Linked DNA regions of Bombyx mori: region 2 is linked to region 1. Evidence: chromatin contacts called from public Hi-C data. All regions are on one chromosome and are shown on one strand. The core of a region is the stretch at or near the end of the contact, and the rest is flanking DNA. Distances in the headings are between cores, read along the strand shown.

The links. A called contact is a pair of places that touch in the nucleus more often than the background predicts.
Region 2: a contact with region 1 is called in a Hi-C map of posterior silk gland, with 1.6 times the contacts expected there. The contact joins two enhancer-like sites. A contact is called at or near these places in 2 of 7 Hi-C or Micro-C datasets (posterior silk gland and whole pupa).

The regions. Positions count from the first base shown.
Region 1 is chr18:4,423,174-4,427,564 of ASM3026992v2, reverse strand. It overlaps LOC101738805 (serine/threonine-protein kinase minibrain), which reads left to right. Exons shown (of 12, transcript XM_004928140.4): 4 at 3,587-3,775. Among protein-coding and RNA genes, the nearest start is that of TRNAH-GUG, 18 kb to the right of the region's middle. Within about 2 kb of position 2,509, at least 8 of the 8 cell types and tissues checked have open chromatin away from gene starts, as enhancers often do.
Region 2 is chr18:4,460,278-4,464,841 of ASM3026992v2, reverse strand. The region is part of intron 3 of LOC101738805 (serine/threonine-protein kinase minibrain); the gene reads left to right. Among protein-coding and RNA genes, the nearest start is that of TRNAH-GUG, 55 kb to the right of the region's middle. Within about 2 kb of position 2,346, at least 6 of the 8 cell types and tissues checked have open chromatin away from gene starts, as enhancers often do.

The sequences.
Region 1 (4,391 bases), core at 1,260-3,759:
CTTTGCAATCCACTGAAGAAATACTTAATAGCTTCTTTTATTTCCTACCTATGCTGATAGCCTTGAGAGGCTATTTCAGCTTCTTGACGTGTAGGTGAGCTCACGGGGCTCAAACCGGAGTGCTGCTAACACTGGCCCCAGCAAGGGCAGTGTTTCGCAGAATCTACCACCGGATCGGAAACGCGACCCACTGAGAAGATCCGGCGAGAAATTCAGTGGGCTATGTCTATTGGTTAATTTACTCGTCGAGCCCTTCGTCGCAAGCGACGGTTTCGGCGAGGATGGTTTAATAGCTCTTGGGGAAACAGTATGAAGACTGAGGCTTTTTTAACAATTTTACTTGTAACTATGTTAACATTTTTAAAAGTATGGAAACGCTATCTATAGATTCTTATGTTATCTGAACATAAAATCTGACCGTAGATTCAGACTCATTCTATATTTTTCCATATTTGTTAATCGAATGCAACGCAATGCAGCTAGCATAATATCTTTATTATGCATGCAATAAAAATCTCATAGAATTGCTAAATCATCACAACTTTGGGCTCGTTTTTGGCACGATTACTACTTCATTTTCTGCGTTCGTCGCTTGTTTATTGTTCCTTATTGTGCTAGGAAGTCAAATAAATCACAATGCACTTAAGTCGCCTGCCTATTATTTTTGATACAGCAGTTCATTATAGCGTTTCCATTTGATAACGCCGAGTTGCTCAAGAATTTTGCTGTTTTTATTTAAAGAAACATTTTAGTATTATTATAACATATTTGTTACATATTTTAAAAAGATAAAATATGAGCAATGGTTTAGTTAATCGCAATGTTATACTCTCCATTTTTTTTATCATTAATATTTAATAATGAAAATAATCGAAATTTATATGCCTTATGGGACACTTGTCTTATTTTATGGATATGATGTTAATTAAGAATTTTTACGTAATGGCAAACTATTTATCTTTTCGATTTAATTATTAATAATTATTAAATATATGTATTATCAATTAATAATTATTAAATACTCTTGTGATAAAATTGATTCCTTGTAGGGAAAGAGTGGGTACGGAAAAACAGCTATTGCTCAACTAAATTAAAGCCAATAGGATATAAAATTTTAATCATGGCATGTGATAAAATAAATTTTTGGGACTCAGTTTTGCTATAGACGAAATTTTTCTGCAAAAAAAACCTCTGACCGTGAATCTTGCGAAAATGTTACGTTCCGAAAAAGTAATGGACAAGATATATTATTGGGAAGAGACCGGCTTCGCATTGCCGGGACCACATAATTGAATAACGGGACACGGCGATGCTTGGATAACAGTGACTAGAAACGAAATTATTTTAATTTTGTAATATTTGAAGTATCAAAAGGGCGAAGATAATAAAATGAAGAATAAAAAACCAAGCCCAAAATAAAAACTATTACGCGCTGTTTATTTTTATGTTAACGTAAATACCTATTTCTTTGATGGTAAATATTACACGAAACATAAACTTCAAAATAAAAATTACAACTCATATAGTTTTCAATAAATACATTCCCTTGAGAAATTTTACTGAAACTTTTATGTTTACACATTGAAATTACCAATATTGCCTATTTATAATCGAAATACACAAAAAAAAAACAACAACAATTGATTTGCCACTTAGGTATTGTTTATTATTATTTTGCGTCGCAATTTAAGCTCTGGTAAGGTCGCGATCTTCTTAGTCGGTGATGCAACATTAGGTCGTCAGTCTATTTCATTTTTCCTCTCAACTACTATAATAATATTATTAAATTATAGTACTTGTCCAAACCTGCCACCTTATTAGTTTTCCGTATCAAGAGTTCCGGATTGCGATTTGCAATTCAAGTTTTCCTTTTAAATCATTTAAGATGAAATTTCTTCATTTTGGTGTCCGTACATGGAATGATACGAAAGTCTGATGTGTACAGGTGGCCTGAATTTGTGCTTTGTAAACTCTTATGACATCCATACAGAAGGGGATACTAATTTACAACAGCTAATTATTATTTTTAATAAACGAGAACTCTTTTGGTCTATGTGTTGTATAATTTAATTATTCTTTTTCTCTATATAAAATTTCGTAAAGCGTGATGAGCTTAACCATCATATTGTTTACATACAATAATTCAAGGAAGTTGTCGGCAGCTCACGAGTCTAGATGTCGTTTACAGATTTGAATCTAACGGTAACTTCCGACCGACACGGTGTTAGTTTCGCTCTTCGCATTTCCATCTCCGGCGCGACGTCCATTAGATAGTTAACCTCGAACCGTACAGTGGATCACATCTCGCTATCAGGTGTGCTGCAAACAAAACGTTGAATAGAGGCCGGGTTAAACATGTACGACGGGTGTACGGGTATAATTAAAGTTTAGGAGACGCTCACGTCGCCCGTTAACCTCGTTATCGGGCGCTGGAAGTGGGTGAGACGCGGAGGGGGGAGGTAGAGCCGGCGAGGGGCGGAGGGGGAAACGGGGAAAATCAATGACAGCCGCCGCGCGCCGTCTCTCCCCGGCCCGACGCGCTCATCTCGCGACCACGTGCCGCGGTCACTGGCCTAACACATCATCCTCATCCGGCATCACCACTTTACCATAACATAACGGTCTTAATTCCTAGAATAAAATTCATTAAAAGAATCGTCTTTCTTGTTTTAATGTTATTCCAGACAAGAGAAACGGTAGATAGGTCGGACGACCCCATGAAGTGACGCCGGTTGCCGGCTGTCGGGCCGCGCTCGGTCGTCTGTAAAATATACGGCGTAATATGTAGGTCGCTGTCGGATATTTGGGTTATCGTTCGGCCGAGTCGATATGCGACACTTCCGCACCGGCACGATGCGAATGTCGTGCAGTCGACATTATTACTGCTAAGTCAAACCGAAGTTATGTAACGGCATCCGAATGACATATCGAGGTCACATAACGATTAGTGCACGTCGTTGGCGGCACGAAACTATTTCGCGAAATTACACCAATATTAAAACCACCGCCGACGATTCAGGCCGTTCACCCGAGCTTTAAGCCAGGTATGGAGTTCGCAAAAACAATGACTCACAATATGAATCAGCTTCGTAAAAAAATGTAGCAATGAACTTCCTATTTCCAAATTCGGTAGTCAGGTTCTGTACAAATATTTTATACTGGCACATCGTGACCCATCGTCGATCAATGTCAGCCTCATATCTGGGTCAACGTCCGTCACCCGAATTCCCGCGCTCCCTCAACTATTCATTTCCTATAACGCATACGACCTGTATTACCTAGGATTTGTGTTGGTTATTGCCCCGGTATCTGTAGGGTTGACACTCGACAGGTTATCCTAACATCTCATATTTATATGGTTGTTCAAAAATATTTTTAATGATTTTTTTTACCCATGATTTATTGCTGAGAACTGGGAAATACGAAATCAAAAATTATAAATATAAATATAATACGGTTATAATAATAATTATTATTACTATTATTATTGCAGTCACTCACTTACTAACTTTCATTTAGTTTACAACTATGTGTTGAATTATTCTAAAACATTTTATAAATAATGTTTAAATTATTTTTTTAACAGGTATATTACGCGAAGAAAAAACGGAGAGCGCAGCAGTACCTGGGCGAGGATGGCTCGCACAAGAAGGAGAAGAAGTTATACAATGACGGTTACGATGACGATAATCACGATTATATTATTAAGCAGGGAGAGAAGTTCCTCGACCGGTACGAGATCTCCTCACCGATCGGAAAGGGATCATTTGGACAGGTAATTATAAAACATAATTATTGCGTTATTAAGATTATTAAGACGTAGCGTGGGTAGACCTCCCACAAGATGGCGACGACTTATTGAGGTTCGGGGTATCCGCTGGATGTAGGCAGCGCAGGACCGATCTTTGAGGCGAGGCTTGGGAGAGGCCTTTGTCCAACAGTGGATGTCTGTGACCTGATAGAAAAGAAAAAGAATTGTGTTTTACCAAAGTCAAAATTAATGACAGCTTAGTCTCGCAATCGTAGTGGACTATGCCACTATCGGTCCGTAATATTAGTTTTCTGAACTAATTATGCTTTGCTAAGTAAAGCATAATTAGTTCATTCCCTTGCCTGGTGCACCCTCCTTATTATTTCGACCGTGAATAATCGTAGTTTTCGCTTTGAATAATAGGATACTCATTAGTATATTATACCATGCAGATTTCAACCTAATGTCAGTAATTTCATTGGGGTGTGTACAAGAGTTTCGGTTGCTTATTAACATCCGAAGAGCGTATAGCCTGCTGCTATTTTGTGTCGGTAATATAGTAACTATCCTTATAACTTTTGAAATCTAGTCTAGCCAATTTTAGTCTACAATTTTTCATATTTTCATTTGGGACAGCCCT
Region 2 (4,564 bases), core at 1,097-3,596, 37 kb before region 1:
GCAGAGCCTTATGTTACGCCCGCTTATTTTTCAGAAATCTAAACCGTCCAGTGCACCGCGTAATTTATGCAAAATACCTTACATGATTGGACGGCGGACCCTTTTTTGTACAGACTTCTTGTTTATGTTTCGCCTGTATTATTCGCAGTCTTTGACCTGATTATATTATGGTAATTTGATGAGATTATTTTCGATATTTTTTACTATTACTTTAGTTAAGTTTTGTAGGCAGCGGCTTAGCTCTGCCCCTGGCATTGCTGAAGTCCATGGGCGACGGTAACCACTCACCATCAGGTCGGCCGTTTTTTTTTTTTTATTGCTTACATGGGTGGACGAGCTCACAGCCCACCTGGTGTTAAGTGGTTACTGGAGCCCATAGACATCCACAACGTCAATGCGCCACCCACCTTGAGATACAAGTTCTAAGGTCTCAAGTATAGTTACATGCTCGTCTACCTACAAGGGCAATAAAAAAAAACAGATTTTATTCATGTACAGACTGATCATCTTTTTTTCTCCACCTTATCCCAAATAGATGGGGTCAGCTTGGTTAATTTTTCTCTTCAATTCTCTTCTATTAGCCGTTCTCTCAACGCTCGCCCTTCTCCCTCTGATTTCGTCATTCACACACTACATCCATGTCTTCTTCGGTCGACCTTTTCCCCCTCTACCTTGCACTACCGTTTCCATACATTTCCTGGTCACATGCATCTTCTCTCTACGCGTCCCAGGTGCATACCACGCTAACCGTGGTACTGACGTGTAGATGTACAGACTGATTATTATTTAAAACGACCGCGTTATCTATAATACCAAAAAACAAGTTTTGAAATCTTATAGTTCTGTTGGTACGAATTTCCACATAAATCAGATGCCGTTTCAAATAACGTAGCTGCTCTCCGCTCGGTGTGCTAGACATGCGGTCCGGGAAAGAATTTCAATAAGTTGTTTTCATTTGCAAATTGCGCGCCGCAGCGACACCTAATGGTTTAGGGTTCCAGAGGACTGCGTGCCGGTCGTCTCCTTAGTTCCGCTTATTGGATTATAAAGAGCTCTCTCTTTTTGAATTCGAATTTCTCCAGATTTCTTGACGCTTAATGCAATTTCTCTTTCAAGACGTTTTACAATACGTAAACTGCTTAAAGCTATTTAACGTTTTATGAGTCGTCGTGACCTAAAGGATAAGACGTCCGGTGCATTCGTGTGTAGCGATGCACCGGTGTTCGAATCCTGCAGGCGAGTGTCAATTTTTCCGATGAAATACGTACTTAACAAATGTTCACGATTGACTTCCACGGTGAAGGAATAACATCATGTAATAAAAATCAAACCCGCAAAATTATGATTTGCGTAATCACTGGTGGTAGGACCTCTTATGAGTCCGCACGGGTAGGTACCACCACCCCGCCTATTTCTGCCGTGAAGCAGTAATGCGTTTCGGCTTGAAGGGTGGGGCAGCCGTTGTAACTATACTGAGACCTTAGAACTTATATCTCAAGGTGGGTGGCGCATTTACGTTGCAGAAGTCTATGGGCTCCAGTAACCACTTAACACCAGGTGGGCTGTAAGCTCGTCTACCCATCTAAGCATAAAAAAAGTCAATTACTTTTCCTTTACGAAACGACCGACCGCCAATGATGAGGGATCTCTTTCAGCAGTTACGTATACAGTTGAAAAATGCGAGAAACGCGTTATTAGCATCCTGGACACAAATTGGTATGCCGCGGGCTCGTTCCGTTCGACCGCCATTATTCATTTATTCATGGAGCACTAAGTGCTGGAGGGAGCTTGCTATCATGCTTAGATATATATGTCGTAATGGATGATCGAGAACTGAATAGACTTTTGAATCCCATCAGACACGCCAGATCGTACTATCTTATTAAATCCTAAAATAATGACCATTTCAGCAATTCAAATCATCTTTCTTGGGGATATAAATATTTTTATTAACATCAAACAAACTGAAGTAACTAAACGATCTATTACGTTATTTCTTGAAACACGTTCGCGGAACGACCTTCGAACAAACATACCATGAACGTAATAAGATTAGATACAAAAAACATTTTCGGCTAGGCACTCCAATCAAAATAGCCAATCAGGTTAGCCCTTTAAAGTACCAAACGGAACTGTTAAACGGTACACGTGTATTCGGTGCGGACGTACCAAGCTATCGATATCTATATTGTTATAACCCGAAATATCGATGAGACCTACTCGATACGTTTGTCGTCCATTATGCAAAAGCGTAACGGTATTTCTCGGTGCCAAGGAACGCGGAAGCGTGTTTTCCTATAAAGCGAGCAATAAACGTGTACCTCGTGACCGGCGCGGATGTACTCACTCGCCGCAGCGCCGCTGGACATTCCTCGTGCTCATTGAAAAGGTTCTATTAGATGTAACTGTCATGAGAAATGTTCAGGTCGCCCTTTACTAATAAACACTATTCGAACTAGTATCGAATAATACATTTTTATTGCGCGATGCTCGTTGGTAGAATTTTTGTACGTATTGCAGTTTATACTGGCATAGTGCAGGGTGGGTAGACAAGTATTCTCCCCTACTCCGAGCGTGGGAGATCGGACATCGGGTAAGAGAGTGTATGGCACGGTAGGGCCCTAAAATATCCTTGGGCCAGCCCTCTGCCCCAACATCTGCAGATCGTCAAGTCCCACATACCCCGCGTGCCTCCTAGACTCAGAAGCCTAGTAGAAAGTTCGAAAAGATGCAACGGGTCACCGTCCTCGTCGAATCCGTCGTTTGCGACGAAAGGCTCGGCGAGTAAATTAAGCCACAGACACAGCCCACTGAGTTTCCTGCCGAATTTTCTCAGTGGGTTGCATTTCCGATTTGGAGGTAGATTCTGAGAAGCACTGCTCTTGCTAGGATTAGTGTTAGCAACGACGTCAGGTTTGAGCCTCGTGAGCTCACCTACTAGTTCGGTGAATCTAGTATAACCCGTCGAGGTTACTAGAATAGATAGAAGAAAAAATAGTAAACAAGGGTTACTATACTCGTAGTTGTTCGATAACCTAAGAACCTGGCACGGTGCGTATACTATCACACATTCAGACATCGAGTCACAATGAGTGATTCTCATATTTCCATTGATCGGAATTTCACAAATCACATTTGCAATATTTATGACACAGATTAACCGTTTTAACAAAACAAACAGAACGATTACGTACGAACTGTCTTATTTATAATTCTTAAAAATATCAAAGAACATAATATTGTTATGTTGTTGTTCACAATAATAATATCCATGAAAGTCCCTTACATTGCGATTGCAAATTGAATGATATAAAACGATGTTTCGAGGGAACATCTCGAACCCCATCTAACGTGTACTAAAGTGCATTTATTTGTCGTGTAAGCAGTTCACTTTGCATAAAGTAAATGCGGTGATACTGGTATAAGAGAACGCTCGTAAACATGCCTTTAGCGAAACGGCGTAGTGACCCGAGCCGAGCCCGCCCGAGGCGCAACATTGTGTTTCGTGTTTTATGAAATTACACGGAAAAGAACCGTCCCATAGGAATCGGCTACGTGCTAAAAACTAGTCAAAAAAATGTTTTTATAAATTTACAATGTTTTGACTGGTGACGCTTTAGAAAAAATGCGAAATTATAATTATCCTCCTCCTCGCGTCGTTTTCCTCATTACTGAGGGTCGTGACTCCCCCGCTGCATTAGTTTCTCCCGTACAATTTCCCTCCATCTGCTGCGATCCTTAGCTTCATGAAGGGTATTGTGGAAGTTGATGTTTAGAGAAGATCGTATTTGGTCCGACCATCTCGTGGGACTGCGTCCTCTGGGACGTTTGCTATCTACCTTTCCTGTCACCATCAGCTGTTCTAGATTGTGACCCTCTTTCCGAGGAATATGTCCGAAGAATTCCAGCGAAATTATAATGCCAACTACGATTTCTAAACTTTTAATATGAAGAAATTATTACATCTACTTTTGGTGATTGAAATCGAATTATTTAAAATGTTATTGCGTACACGTGTACAAGTTGTTTAATTTTCATGTTCGTAATGAAATATGTATATATAAAGTCTTAAACTACAACGGCGTTATTTCACAATGCCCCGGTGTCGAACATAAACTAAGCAATAGAAGTACTAGGTGGTGGTTGGTTGCCCGTAACCGCAGAATGGTCTCGTTTCGGATACTTTATTGGTATGTTTTGTAAAGGTATTAATTTAATTAGAATTGTAAAAAACAAAAAAAAAATGCGACAAGTTCTTATTTTTTTTAATTGCTTGGATGGATAAGCTCACAGCCCACATGGCGTTAAGTGGTTACTGGAGCCCACAGAAATCTACAACGTAAATGCGCCACCCATGTTGAGATATAAGTTCTAAGGTCTCAGTGTAGTTACAACGGCTGCCCCATCCTTCAAACCGAAACGCATTACTGCTTCACGGCAGAAATAGGCGGGGTGGTGGTACCTACTTGTGCGGAATCACAAGAGGTCCTACCACCAGTAGTAAAACATGTTTTTTCGACTTCGTGTTCAGTGGGTCGCGTTTCCGATCCGGTGGTAGATTCTG